Linked DNA regions of Oryctolagus cuniculus: region 1 is linked to region 2. Evidence: chromatin contacts called from public Micro-C data. All regions are on one chromosome and are shown on one strand. The core of a region is the stretch at or near the end of the contact, and the rest is flanking DNA. Distances in the headings are between cores, read along the strand shown.

Evidence for each region. A called contact is a pair of places that touch in the nucleus more often than the background predicts.
Region 1: a Micro-C map of ear pinna shows a contact between it and region 2, with 11 times the contacts expected there. The contact joins the enhancer-like site here to the promoter of DHRS3 in region 2. A contact is called at or near these places in 3 of 6 Hi-C or Micro-C datasets (ear pinna, psoas muscle and an unstated tissue).

Annotation. Positions count from the first base shown.
Region 1 is chr7:156,214,032-156,221,059 of mOryCun1.1, reverse strand. It overlaps VPS13D (vacuolar protein sorting 13 homolog D), which reads left to right. Exons shown (of 69, transcript XM_008275375.4): 30 at 3,158-3,370. Among named protein-coding and RNA genes, the nearest start is that of VPS13D, 82 kb to the left of the region's middle. Within about 2 kb of position 4,684, at least 1 of the 8 cell types and tissues checked has an H3K27ac peak or open chromatin away from gene starts, as enhancers often do.
Region 2 is chr7:155,948,701-155,955,752 of mOryCun1.1, reverse strand. It overlaps DHRS3 (dehydrogenase/reductase 3), which reads right to left and starts at 4,758. Exons shown (of 6, transcript XM_070079261.1): 1 at 3,235-4,758. The coding sequence starts at 3,429. It overlaps LOC138850734 (a long non-coding RNA gene), which reads left to right and starts at 2,348. Exons shown (of 2, transcript XR_011390889.1): 1 at 2,348-2,468; 2 at 2,751-3,656.

The DNA of each region.
Region 1 (7,028 bases), core at 3,435-5,934, 270 kb before region 2:
TCCAAAAACCAAATAAGCAAATTAATTAATTAATTAAAAATTAAATTGGTTGCTCTGTTACCAAGGTAGGTCAGTCAGCTTATGCTGCAGTCACAGACAGCCCCCAGACACCAGAGACGTCACACAGTGCTGATGTCTTTCTCCGTCATGCTGCTGATCGTTGCTGTCGTCACTCATGGTGCTTCTTCAGAGCTTCTTCTGGTCTCCCATGTGGCTGACAGGGTCCAAGGACTTCGGCCACCTTCCACTGCTTTCCCGGGTGCATTAGTGGGAGCTGGATCTGAAGTGGAGCAGCTGGGACTTGAACTGGCACTCATATGGGATCCCGGCATCACAGATGGCAACTTTACCTGCTGTGCCACAAGGCCGGCTTCCCGGCATCACAGATGGCGACTTCACCTGCTGTGCCACGAGGCGGCATCCTGGCATCACAGATGGCGACTTCACCTGCTGTGCCACAAGGCCGGCATCCCGGCATCACAGATGGCGACTTTACCTGCTGTGCCTCGAGGCCGGCATCCCGGCATCACAGATGGCGACTTTACCTGCTGTGCCACGAGGCCAGCTTCCCGGCATCACAGATGGCGACTTTACCTGCTGTGCCACGAGGCCGGCATCCCGGCATCACAGATGGCGACTTCACCTGCTGTGCCTCGAGGCCGGCTTCCCGGCATCACAGATGGCGACTTTACCTGCTGTGCCTCGAGGCCGGCATCCCGGCATCACAGATGGCGACTTTACCTGCTGTGCCACGAGGCGGCATCCTGGATTCACAGATGGCGACTTTACTGCCGTGCCACGAGGCCGGCCCAGTACTCTTATTTTCTAGGTGGAGTCTCTGAGTAGCGTAAGATCTGATGGTTGGAAAAATGATTCAGTATTTGAAAACATTTCAAGGCTAGTAATCTCCCTGCCAGAACATTCTGTCTTCTAGTTTGTTTTTTCCATGAACATCTGCCATGAGAGGGTCAAGCTTGTGAAAATGAAAACATGACCTCCCAGGGAGTGCATTAGCAGGAGCTAGAATCAGAAGAGGAGGTGGGACTTCAACCCAGACACTCCAGCAGGTGCAGGAACCCCAGAGGCATCTTAACCACCACCCGAACACTTGCCTCAAGCTAGAAATTTGATTTTTTTTTTTACATTTTTTTTTTTTTTTGACAGGCAGAGTGGATAGTGAGAGAGAGACAGAGAGAAAGGTCTTCCTTTTGCTGTTGGTTCACCCTCCAATGGCCACCACGGCTGGTGTGCTGCGGCCGGCGCACCGCGCTGATCCGAAGCCAGGAGCCAGGTGCTTCTCCTGGTCTCCCATGGGGTGCAGGGCCCAAGCACTTGGGCCATCCTCCACTGCACTCCCGGGCCACATCAGAGAGCTGGCCTGGAAGAGGGGCAACCGGGACAGAATCCGGCGCCCCGACCGGGACTAGAACCCGGTGTGCCGGCGCCGCAAGGTGGAGGATTAGCCTATTGAGCCGCGGCGCCGGCGCAATTTGATTTTTAATGGTTGGCCGTGCCTTTAGTCTTTCTTTCTTTTCTTTTTTAAGATTTTATTTATTTGTTTGAGAGGTAGAGTTACAGTCAGAGGGAGAAACAGAAAGATCTTCCGTCCGTTGGTTCAATCCCCAAATGGCCGCAACGGCCGGATTTGAGCCAATCTGAAGCCAGGAGCCAGGTGCCTCTTCCGGGTCTCCCACGTGGGGACCAAGTACTTGGGTCATCTTCTACTGCTTTCCCAGGCCACAGTAGAGAGCTGGATTGGAAGATGAGCATCCGGGACTAGAACCGGCCCCCATATGGGATGCTGGTGCTATAGGCGGAGGATTAACCTACTGCGCCACAGCGCCGGCCCCTTTAGTCTTTCTTAATATGGAATAATTCTGGATGTACATTCTTACAATGAAACAGTAATTATGATTTGCTTATTGCAGCTGTCTCTTTTTTTTTAAAGATTTATTTTATTTTATTTGAAAGGCAGCATTAGGGGGAGAAAGAGAGAGAGAGAGGAAAGAGAGAGAGGGATATCTTCAATCTGCTGGCTTACTCCCGAAATGGCTACAGTGGCCAGAACTGGGCCAATCTGAAGCCAGGAGCCAGGAGCTTCGTCCAGGTCTCCCACATGGGTGCAGGAGCCTAAGTGCTTGGACCATCCTTTGCTGCTTTTCCCAGGCCATTAACAGGGAGATGGATTAGAAGTGGAGCAGCCGAGACTGGAACCTGCACCTATATGAGAAGATGGCATCACAGGTGGCAGCTTCAGCCTCTGTGCCCCAGCGCTGGCCCCAGCTGTCTCTAATCTTAAATGTATGCAGTTTTAAATTCATTTCTTGTTGGTGGATCAGTTGAATTGTTTCTCTGTGGAGAATATTATGTGTTCTCATTGTTTCTTGGGGGCTTCGTGGTCTTATATAGAAACTCAGGTAGACTCTAGAGAGAATCTCCAGGCAGGTGCAGTTCTGAAAGGATCCCTGGGGATATCACAAATGTGCAGACTTCTCAGACTTGGGAAGGGAGACTAGATGATGGTGAATTAAGAACCTAATAAATGTGTCATATGGCTGCCTCAAGTTCCTATGAAGATCAATCTCTATTGAATTGGAAAAGTAAGATCTAAGGTACCATGCCCCTGAATCCATTTTGAGGGGATCTGTAAACAAATTCAACACAAGATCTCAGAATGAAAGTTAATCTCCTGGGGCCGGCACCGTGGCTCACTGGGTTAATCCTCTGCCTGCGGTGCTGGCGTCCCATATGGGTACTGGGTTTTAGTCCCGGCTGCTCCTTTTCCAGTCCAGCTCTCTGCTGTGGCCCAGGAAGGCAGTGGAGGATGGCCCAAGTGCTTGGGCCCTGCACCCGCATGGGAGACCAGGAGGAAGCACCTGGCTCCTGGCTTCAGGTTGGTACAGCGCACCGGCTGTGGCAGCCATCTCGGGGGTGAACCAACGGAAGGAAGACCTTTCTCTCTGTCTCCTCTCTCACTGTCTAACTCTATCTGTCAAAAAAAAAAAAAAAAAAGAAAGAAAGAAAGAAAGAAATTTAATCTCCTTCATACAAGTTAATTATATTTGTGATCTATGTTTCTCCTGTAAACTTGAGCTTTCATGATTTTATGAAGTGGAAGAGTTATGTTTAACATCTTGATTTATTCTCTCCTTCTTAGATTTGACTTCAAGAAATGCAAACTGCTCTATGAGAGTTTTTCCAACCAAACTAAGTCTATCAACTTGGTTTCCCATTCCATGATGGCTTTTGATACCCGCTATGCTGGGCAAAAGACCAGCCCTGGCACAACAAATGTTTTCAACTGCATCTTTCAGCCTTCCAAGAACAGCAGCACTGCGCAAGGATCCATTCAGATTGAGCTGCACTTCAGGTAGTAGGGCCAGAACCTGACTTTGCCTTTCTTTATGGAGACATTTCCTTTTGTGGCCAGTGGGCCAAAGTGTATGTTGGCTTTAGAACATCAAAGGACCACAAAGTCACTAAAAAGTTAAATAGATACTGGCTCATTAGTGCAGTCTACTCTTATTAACATCTAATTCCTATAACTTTGCAGTTTCATTTATTGACCAAAAGGTGTCTCTGTTGCCTTTAAAACTAAAGGTTAGAATTGAACCAGATTCTTAAAGTCTACCTCACTATATAAGCTGTAGCCTATTCTAATTTGTAAAGTGATTTGGAAAAGGAAGACGTTATGTCTTTCAAGGTTCTTTATATATTTTAAACATGTTAAATGAGACAAGTAGCTGGTGGTTTAACAAGCAATATCAGTAAATATCAAGCAAACCCAAAAAGCAGTTATTTCCTCAGATGAACCAGATGTATGCAAGCCTCCTGTTCAAATAAAGATTTTGAAACAAGAGAACTTCAGAACACAACCACCTTGTCCTCTGACTGTAGTCAGCCTAGTGATCAGGAAAGCAGTGCTGCAGACTGTTACAAAGGACATGGGCTTTGACGTCAGAGAAAGATTTTTGGTCTACGCAAATAATGGGAAAGTGGTTTTGATTTGAATTACATCTGTTTTTCTACTCAAGTCTCATTGACTCACTTCTCTACGTACAAAGAATTTTTACCTTTTTGAAGTAGATTGTTTTTCCTTACGTGTGTTATGAGAAGAGCATTGTGCATGGAAAGAGTGAGTGTTTTGGAATCAGACAAACATGACCTCAACACCTTGAGTTTCCCACTGAGCTGAGTCTCAGGACAAATCGGTTAGCCTTTGAGCCTTAATTTCCTCTTCTATAAAATGATACCTACCTCCAGCATGGCTGTCATAGTTTACATATTTCTGGCGTGTTGCTTGGCAAAGATGGTAGCTATTACTATTACTGCTCATGCAGCTTTGCTCCAGTGAGATTTTATGACCAAATGAGCATGGACCTGAAACCTGAAAAATTAGTTCTGAGCTAAAGAAATCCTTCAAGGAAAATCCCAAAAGGACAACTCTGGAACTAATGTCAGTTCCATTCTTTTTAGTTCTTAATGTCGTGAGATATGTTATAAATATAAACCACTAAGTAAAAAAGGCTGGAAAAAACTTCATGGTTAGTCAAAAATAAGGATAAAATAATCAGGAGGATTATTGTGTATTTATATGTCTCTGAGTACCTGACATTTCAGCGTGCTGTTTAGTGTTCCTCAGGGTTTAGGATTTTTTTTAGGGGGTTGGGGAGGGGCTGATGAGGTCCTGGTCTCCCAGTATGCCTTTAGGAAGTCTAGGAAGGGAGACTTTTAGACTTTCGTGTGAACTTTTAACAGATTCAGTAGTAGGAATGCTAGTTGCCTCCTTTTGGGCTCTACCGTGAGTTGGGTGCTTTATCTACTTGTCATTTTAATCCTCATAAGTCTGCAAGGAGGGTGACTTCATCTTGACTTAATAGAGGCAGAGGTAGAAGCTTGGAGAGGGTTAAGTCAACTCTGGAAGGTCACGCAACTAGAAAGACCAGTAATCTGGATTTAGACCTTGGTCTCTGACGTCAAAGCCCATGTCCTTTGTAACAGTCTGCAGGCCACTGCTTTCCTGATCACTAGGCTGATTACAGTCAGAGGACAAGGTGGTTGTGTTCTGAAGTTCTCTTGTTTCAAAATCTTTATTTGAACAGGAGGCTTGCATACATCTGGCTCATCTGAGGAAATAACTGCTTTTTGGGTTTGCTTGATATTTACTGATATTGCTTGTTAAACCACCAGCTACTTGTCTCATTTAACATGTTTAAAATATATAAAGAGCCTTGAAATATATTTCTGTTTATGTTCCAAAGGTTTATAATTTCTTGGAGTCAAATAATAAAGTCTTACCTTGGCTCTCGCTAACAGAAATGCCATTGTTAGTGAGAGGAGTAAACTGTTCATGCTCTTGATTGGAACTTCTGAACACTTTCCGTGTCTCAAGAAGAATTACTCTTCTGTTGGGATTTTGCATGTCAAATATAAATCACTTCACAGTGTTTAAAGGCTTGACATATTTTCCAGAAAAGGGATCTGACACACTCTGACTTTCCAGTTAGTGCAGAGCTCTGACAATCTGTGTTCAAAATGGGGTGGAAAAATTTTACTGAGGGCAACATTTTTTCTGCATTACAAAAGGATAGAGTGTTTCTGTGAAAAATGCTACGTCTGTGAGAAGGAGACATGCAGCATGCTGCCCTTTTGCTGGAGGCAGTGAGCCAGGTTTGGGAGAAGTGGGGGACTTCGAGAAACCAGCCAAGCAGTACTTTCACATCAGCCTTCCCCGAATCAGAGCTCTTTCTAGGGCGTGGAGCCGTGTACATGTGGTACCTGGCCCCAGAGTGCATCCTCTGGGCCTGCAGAACCAAGTTTAACACAGAAGATGCTCTAGGAGTATTGCTAGCCCGTGCTTCTTCTGTCCTACACCTCTGCTCACTAGAGAGACTTGGAAAACACTTGGCTACTCCATGGATTCAGGCCAGGCCTGGAGTCTTTTTTTACCTCAGATAAGAAGTTTGGGGTAATGAGGTCTACAAAACTCCACCTCAGTTCTACATCTAGGCTGCTTGAGGGATAGATTCATGGTAAAGGCCACCTTCTTTGTCCTTTTCAGACAAAAAGATCTAAGCTCTTCCATTAGTTTCTGTTGGAGAAACCTTCTAGAATTAGTTTATAAACTTAGTGTTTATAAAGAAGTAATTTATCAAACACCTGCTCTGTGCTTGGAGCATTCTCTCTTAGGATTTTTTTTTAAGATTTTATTTTATTTATTTGACAGAGAAAAGGAGAGACAGAGAGAAAGGTCTGCCATCTGCTGGTTCACTCCCCAAATGGTCACAATAGCTGGAGCTTGGCCTGTCTGAAGCCAGGAGCCAGGAGCATCTTCTGGGTCTCCCATGTGGGTTCAAGTGCCCAAGAACTCAGGCCATCTTGTACTGCTTTCCCAGGCCATAGCAGAGAACTGGATCAGAAGAGGAGAAGCCCGGGCTAGAACTGGTGCCCATATGGGATGCTGGCACTGCAGGTGTGGTCTTTAGCCCACTAAGCCGCAGTGCCAGCCCCCTCTCTTAGGATATTAATATTCTTCATCTTGTAAGTGAGGAAGCAGGGGCCAGCATTATGGTGTAGTGGGTAAAGCTGCCATCTGCAGTGTTGGCATCCCATATGGGCACTGGTTCTAGTCCTGGTTGCTCCATTTCCCATCCAGCTCTCTGCTGTGGCCTGGGAAGGCAGTGGAAGATGGCCCAGGTGTTTGGGCCCCTGCACCCGCATGGGAGACACGGAAAAAACTCCTGGCTCCTGGCTTTGGGCCAGCTCAGCTTCAGCCATTGCAGCCATTTGGGGAGTGAGCCACAGTTGGAAGATCTCTCTCTCTCTCTCTCTCTCTCTCTCTCTGCCTCTGCCTCTGCTTCTCCCTCTCTCTGTCTTGTAACTCTGTGTTTCAAGTAGTTAAATAAATCTTGAAAATAAGTGAGGAAGCAGACTAAGAGGATATAGGTGACTTAACCAAGGTAACACAACCTGTAAGTGGCTGTATTTAAGTCTGGGCCTCTGACTCTACAGTCTGTTCACTTTCTACT
Region 2 (7,052 bases), core at 3,509-6,008:
CCTGAATTGTAAAGCCCATTGTTCGAAACCCAGGAGGATGCTCCAAGCTCCTAGACGGCTGGGCACCCAGGCGGCCTCTGTCCTGGGTCCAGGCTGCACTCAGTGTGACGGGGACATGGGCAGGGCCACGCTCTCATGTCAATTATCAAATGAGCCTGCTGTGGCCTGGCAACTCCAGGTCCCCCAAGATGGCCTGCTGGACAGACCCCTTCCCGTTCCTATTCCCACCATGACCGAGCCAGTGTATCCGGGTCTGAACCCACACCAAAACTTCTCCCTTCTCTTCCTGTGGCTCTCCTCTGACCCCACCTGGGGCAGCCTCTGATCATGTGGCTCCTCGCACCCGGCTTGTCCTGCTCACCTTCCTGCTGGTCGAAACCCTTGACCTTCAAAAGGCTCAGTCAAACGCCACTTCCTTCATGAAGCCTTCCCGGTTGGATCCCTTGTCACAAAGTAACTGCTCCACTGTGCCCCCACCTGGCCCTGCCCCACTGCCTGTCAAGCCCTCCTCTTTCTTCAGGAGGTGGCCTTTTTTGGAAACAGGCTCTTTAAGGATCATGAGATGAGATTCCTCCGGGATGTGGTATGAGCCCCGAGCCCAGTGACCAGTGTCCTAATAAAGAGAGCACACAGGGACCCCCAGAGGCGGCCCCGTGAAGATGGGGGCAGGCATCAGAGGACCTCAGCAGCCAGCAGCCAGCAGCCGAGGAGCGCATGCAGCCCTCCGGGCGGGGAGAGGCAGGGAGGCCCTCCCTGAAGTGGGGCTGGATCTACCACCCCAGCCCGTACTCAGGATGCGGGCTCTTGTCTGGCCACTGGCCTGATCCTGGACCCAAGGCAAAAGAATCACCGCGAATGCTTCCAAACAATGGCTCCAAGCCATACCCAACACAGACTGTGGAGGATGGCAGGGCACCGCCGGGGGCAGCTTGCGCTCTGTGAATGCTCTCATGGGAGGAACCCAGGAGGGCACTGAAAATAACCAAGGGCCCAGCACCTCGGAGACCCCGCGATGGGCCCAGCCTCAGTTTACCTAAATGCACCTGCGGAAGGACAGAGGTTTCTAGATCATGCACTTTCACGCTCCAGGAACCTCTGTGTCCCTTTAAGAAAAGCCCTTATTTGGGTTAGCTCTGTGGCCTAGGGCGCATTGCCACCCACAAACGTTGCCAAACCTTATCTAACTCAAGGTCACCAGGGAAACTGTCACTACCGTGTTGGCATGAGCTGGCCGTGTGCAGACACCAGTGCACCTTTCCCCCCAGAGCCCAAGCCTGGAAGCTCTCGGCGGGCCCTCCCATGCCCCTGGGCCACCCTCGGCCTCTCATCCCCTCCCTCCACAACTCTTGCCCCTCTGTCCAAGCCTGGGAGTCGTCTCCAAGTCCCAAAGTCCTCTTGCTGGCCCCAGAGCGACTCAGGCAAGCAGCAGCTACTCCAAATTCCCCTCCGTGACAGCAGGCGGACATCATGAAAGAGTAGCTGCGGTAATTGGTCAGATAATTACGAGTTATAGGGCGCGCTGGGGTCATCCTGCCTCGCCGGATGACTGAAGCCGGCGGGACCGCACCGGAGGCTCCCCAGGGCCCCGGGGGTCCTGCTTTGGGGGACCCTGCCACTACTTGCTGGGGCAGGCTCATTTCCGGAATGAGGGTGCCCCCTGGGCTAGGTGGGGCCCTAGTTCCCGGGGCAGGAACTCTGCACAGGATACCCACCCCACCCCCCAGAGCCATCAACTTCTTTCAATTTAGGACTGTTTATAGTCGGTCAAGTTTTTCCAGATTGACTAAGAGTTCCTCCTAAGCCTACTGCAGTCAGTTACAAGAGCAGTAAAAGACCCAGGACTTGAGCCAGCTGGAAGAGTCGGCAAAAGTCTCTGGGGGAGGCAGACCGCTAAGGAAGGACAATCACACGCCGGCGTCCCAAACAATCCCCTCCCCAGGACGGCCCCCTCTGCCCTCCGGCTGCCCTCCGCGGGCCGATTCGGCACTCACTTCCCCTCGCCCGGGGCGACCAAGGGTTAAAAACACTTCCGAGCTCCCCTTCCAACGGCAAGGCCAAGCAGCTGTCCAAACCACCCAAGGAGAAGAGGGAGTCCCGGCCGGCTGGCCGGCCCGGCTAGGAAAGAGTTAATCGGCAATCGGCTCGGGCTGATAGCTCCGGCTCCAAAGTCCAGCCCCAGCCCGAGCCACCCCGGAGGGCTTGTAAATCTCGGGGCAGTATTTAACAGAACAAAAGCAACCTGGAATTACATGCAGGTTTGGTTTTCTACAGTACACATTTACTTAATCCCCAAGGTATGTGGCTCCGTGTCAGATCAGCTGGCTTCACCGGCCGCTGCGCCCTCCTCCTTTGCAACAGTTTGGGTTTCAGACTAATTCTCTGTTTTCCCTCTTCCTCTTCACGGGGCCGGCTGGAGACGGCCCGGCCTGCCGGCGTCAAATCCCTCTCTCCATCGCTCTTGTCACAGGGTGAGTCAGCCGGCCCGAGCTGGGTGACAGCAGGCTGGCCCATCCCACTGTCCCGCACCAGGTCTCCCAAAGCTGGAGCCGGAGGTGCGGGGACCAGGGAAATGGAGAGGCAGGGCCACCTCCCCACAGGAGGGGGAGGGACCCCCTGCTGGGGCTGCCCAGGGGAGGGGACAGGCTTGGAGGTGAGAAGCAGAGCCCGCTGCTCCCGATCCTGGACACCTGGGCCTTCTAAGGGCCCGCCGGCCAGGCTAGACCTGCCAACAGGACTCTTCCCTCTCCCAGGCAGGCGCAGGAGTGCCCACCCTCGTGGGTCTTCGGTGCTGCAGCCGCCCAGGTTGGAGCTGGCGATCGGGTTGCCAAGGAAAATACCCAGCCCCAGCTAGCAGGCGGCTCCCAGCTCCACCAAGGCGCGCACACGCCCTACCCTCACCAGGGTGGCTGGGTGGGGGCTGCAACACCTTCCCCAAGGAGAGCGAGGGGTGCGTCCCCTAAGCTTGAGGATGGGGGTGGACAGCCCCCAACGAGCGGCTCAGCTCCGGACTTGCCAGAAAAAAAAAAAAAAAAAGACAGCCCGGCGCCCGGGGAGTGTCCAAGGTGAGCCGCGCCAGCTCGGAGCTCGCGGGGGGCGCAGGGGAGCGCGGGGGCCGGCGCCTCTCGGCTTCCAGGCGCGGATCCCGCCGCGGCAGCAGGTGGCCGCCCCCCGAGCCCGAGCCCCGAGGGTCCCCTCTCGCTCAGCCCCCACCCCCCCTCCCGGGGGGCCGCCTACCTTCTTGGCGCCGCGCTCCGCGAACTCGCGAGCGAGCTGGCGCCCGATGCCTCTGCCACCGCCGGTGATGAGCACGCTCTCCCGAGACAAGTCCCGCAGCCTGGCGGGCAGCAGCAGCCCCACGGCCGCCTTCGCCACCAGGTAGACCATCTGCAGAGGGAACACGACCAGCGCGCCCAGCCATCTCCACACCATCCTGCGCGCCACGGCGCCGGGCGGGGAGCGAAACTCCCCGGCCCAAGCAGAACAGGAATTAAAAAAAAAAAAAAAAAAAAAAGTGCGCCAACAGCAATCAATAAACCGAGTAAAGACGAGCGAGGCGTCCCACCTGGGCGCTCTGGCGATCACCTCTTCCCAGCCAAATGCGAAGCACCGGGCGCGCGCGCGAGAAAATAAAAATAAAATTAAAAAAAAAAAAAAAACAGCGAAAAAGCAGAACAAGTCCTCGGGAGCAGAAGCAGCGTCTCGAGGCTGGGGCGGCGAGCGGGGCGGAGGGGAGCCGGCGGGGGCGGGGGGTACAAAGTTCGAACCAGAAGTTTCTGGCCCGGCAGCCGCCTCGGCGGGGCGCTCTCAGGTGGTGTTCACAGCTGCCAGACTTTAGGCAGGGGCAGGGGAAAAAAAAAAAGGCACCAACCACACGCGCGCACCCGGCTCCAGCCCGGCGGTTTCAAAGTGCAAGATTAAAAAAAAAAAAAAAAAAAAAAAAAGCTGTTTCCCCACTTGCGGCGCGTCTGCCCCTTCCCCAGGAAAAACAAAAGTGCAGGGGTGGGAGGGGGCGTGCGAGCGGCGCCGGGCTCCAGCCCGCGCGCGTCTCCCGGCCCGGGGCTATTCTGCGGCTCAGGAAACCGCTCAAACGCAGCCCGAGTGCCAACCGCGCGCAGCAGGAGCCAGGGGTCCCGGTGTCAGTTTCTCCTGGCTCAGGGCTCGCCCTCGCGCGCGCTCGCTCCCCGCGGCTGCCTCCCTCGCTCTCCCCCAGCGCAGGCTGGGAGTTGCCGCCCGATCCGGCTGCCTCGCTCTCCCCGGGAGCATTGACTGCCTTCTTTTTGTCCTTTCCAACTTGGAGAGGGCCGGGGTGCGGAGCGCGCGGGGATCGGGCGCCCTGCTCTACGCCTCCTTAGCCATTCGCTCCCCAGGCAGCCGCGGCGCGGAGCGAGAGGGCGGCCCCTTCACCCCCCCCCCCCCATTTTTTTAATACCCCATTAAGTCTGATTGACAGTTAAAGTTGTTCGCAGGCCTCACTACCGTTCCTCTGAGTGGCTGCCGCGGCCTCCCCTCCCCCTGCGCCGTCGCGGGGCGCGCGCCTGGGCGCGCACACGGGCTCGCCGCGACTCGCGCTCGCCCGGGACCGGCTCCCCTCTCTGCAAGCCGGGACTTGCCGCTCGTGGCCCCGAGGGCTTGCAGCTGGCACTCGAACACGCTGGAACCGACTCCGGCGAGCCGGCTCCCTGCCCGAGACATTCCTGCCTGCCCGGGCCAGGTGACCACCCCTGCGTGCGGGGCAGGCCTCGACGCAGCCGGGTCGCCCAGGGTTTATTGGGAGGCGTTTGGTCATCCCCTGCCTGAAGGTGGGAGCAGGAAGCCACGCCCCCGCCTCGGCCCCGCCCCGCCCCGCCGAAGCCCGGAAGGCTTCTGTCTCCCACGAAGGGGTGCCTTCTCGGTCCGATCCGAGCGCCCCTCCCGTAGTCGGGGGCCGGGGACGGTGGCGGGGCCCCGCCGGGCCGCTGAGTTTTGCTCTGGGAGTGGGCAGGGTAAGGCACTTGGGCCCTAACCTGCCAGTCAAATCCCTGTAAGATTCGCTCCTGAGCTGGGGTTGCCTTGACTGACAGCATTTTCCCTAATAACAAAAGCCGGTAAACAAGACGTCCTGCACCTGTGCCCGCCCGGGTCTGCAGGCGGCAGCTCCTGGGGCGGGGGGTGCTTCTCAGGACACCTTGGTGGGGGCACCCTCCCTGTAACCTCCTGCCCTGGCCCCCGCCCCCAGCTGGGCTCCCTGCTGGAGAGTGGAGCTGAGCTGGTGCGCAGGAGTCTGGGAGGTGAGTCAGAGGAGGCAGCCCCAGCTAAAGGTGCTGATGGATCTTGCCTGCGAGTCCTGGGCCCCACCTGCACAGGTTCTGCACGAGGAGGGCTGGGCTCCCGGGGCCTGTTTTTAGTGCCCCCCCCCCGGTTTGAAAGTCACTTGCAGAGGTGCTGCTGTGCCCCCCAACCCCGAGGCCGGTTGACCTCCTCACCCTGTGGTTCTTGGAAGGGGGGATTCTACAAGGTGATGAATTCATCTTCCATCCAGGTGAATCGGGAGCCTCCCGCAGAGCCGGGAGACGAGGGGGTTCCAGCGGAAGAGCCGTCCCCCGTCCAGGGCCTGCGTCTGACATTGAATCCTTGGCTGCCCTAGCCAGGAGGGTGTGCTTGTCCCATTTTCCAGGTTACCGGCCAGGAAGTGCAGGGGGGAGGGATGGAAATCCAGACGTGATGGTCCCACCTCACCCTGCTCTGGCCAACAGGGCGGGGGAGAGAGAGAGAGAGTGGCCCACCCTCTAAAAGTGTCCCTGGGGAGCGGGCCGTGGCTTTCGTCTGCTCCCAGGGCATGGCCGATGGCAGAACTCCATCGTGGTGACTACCTCTTCCCATCCTGGAGGTCTGGAAAAATGAGAAAGAAATCCCAGGCCGGAGAGACAGGCCTTTCCCACCCTGCAGTGGCTGGGGTCCGCCCTGCCTATGAGGACGGGGACTGGACAAGTCCCGAGACGCAAGCGCTGGGCACGCTCAGTGAGGGCTCATCTGTTATCCTAGAGGCCCCCTAGTGGCTGCTGTGGGACACTGCGCCTCGGAGCCGTCCCAGACTCCGGCCTCCTGTGTAGGGGTGCCTGGCCAGGTCGACACCCGCCGCGTGAAAGGGCTTAGAAAGATCATAGCTTCCTCCCCACGCTGGTTTGTGCTGGAAAAAACAGCACAGAGGCTTCAAGCAGCTCAGAGAAGCCTGCTCGGAGGCCAGACCAGCCCGATGGTCGCTAAGTCCTGCTCGATGTCCCCAGGGTGTGTTTGGGTTGCCGGCTGCCGTGGGTGGGATGGAGACCGTTCCTACATGTTGCAACTTCATTCCTGCCATGTGTGTGCATTTGGTCCGGGAGGAGCCAGCTCGGCTGAGCTGCAGGGCGGCAGGCGATGCTCCCCTCGGGTTGGGCCGCAGTGAGAGGTAAAGGGGGGTGCGAGTTGGACAATCCCAGGGGAGCTGGCCGTTGTAGGGGCCGGCCTAGGGCAGAGGGTGGCCTTATCTACGTGGCCCACCTTCAGGATGTGGGTTTGTGGGGCTGATCCTGGGATGGGTCCCAGGCTTCTCCCAGCAGCCGGGAGAGGAGCTGTCCCCTCCCTCTCACTTTCCTCCCAAGTCCCTGGGAAGTTGGGGGTGAGGAGGCAGCAGGCCACGTGCACAGCTCAGCCGTGCCCCCTGCAGGGCCTGTCGCCTGGCCTCCCGGTGCCCCAGTCCCTTGTCCTGTGCCTTGGTTCTGCTCCCTCCGTTTCCATGGGGGTAGGAGGTGCAGAATTTAACTTCAGGGCAAAGTTTGAAATTTCACATCCCAGGCCTGGGCAGAGGGCCTCCCCGCAAACCCCCCACCGCTGCCTTTTTTTTTTTTCCCAATCCCCTCCGAAAATCCTGAAAGGAGCCTTTGTGGGGGGGAAGAGGTGAGGTGAGCTGCAGCCCAGGAGCTCACTTTTTCCATGACTCAGCTCTCCCGGCGCCATGCGGCAGGAAGGTGCCAGCACCCGGCAGGGCCGGCGGGAGCCTGGTGGCCCGGATGCTTCCAGCCCTTTATGAATGCATG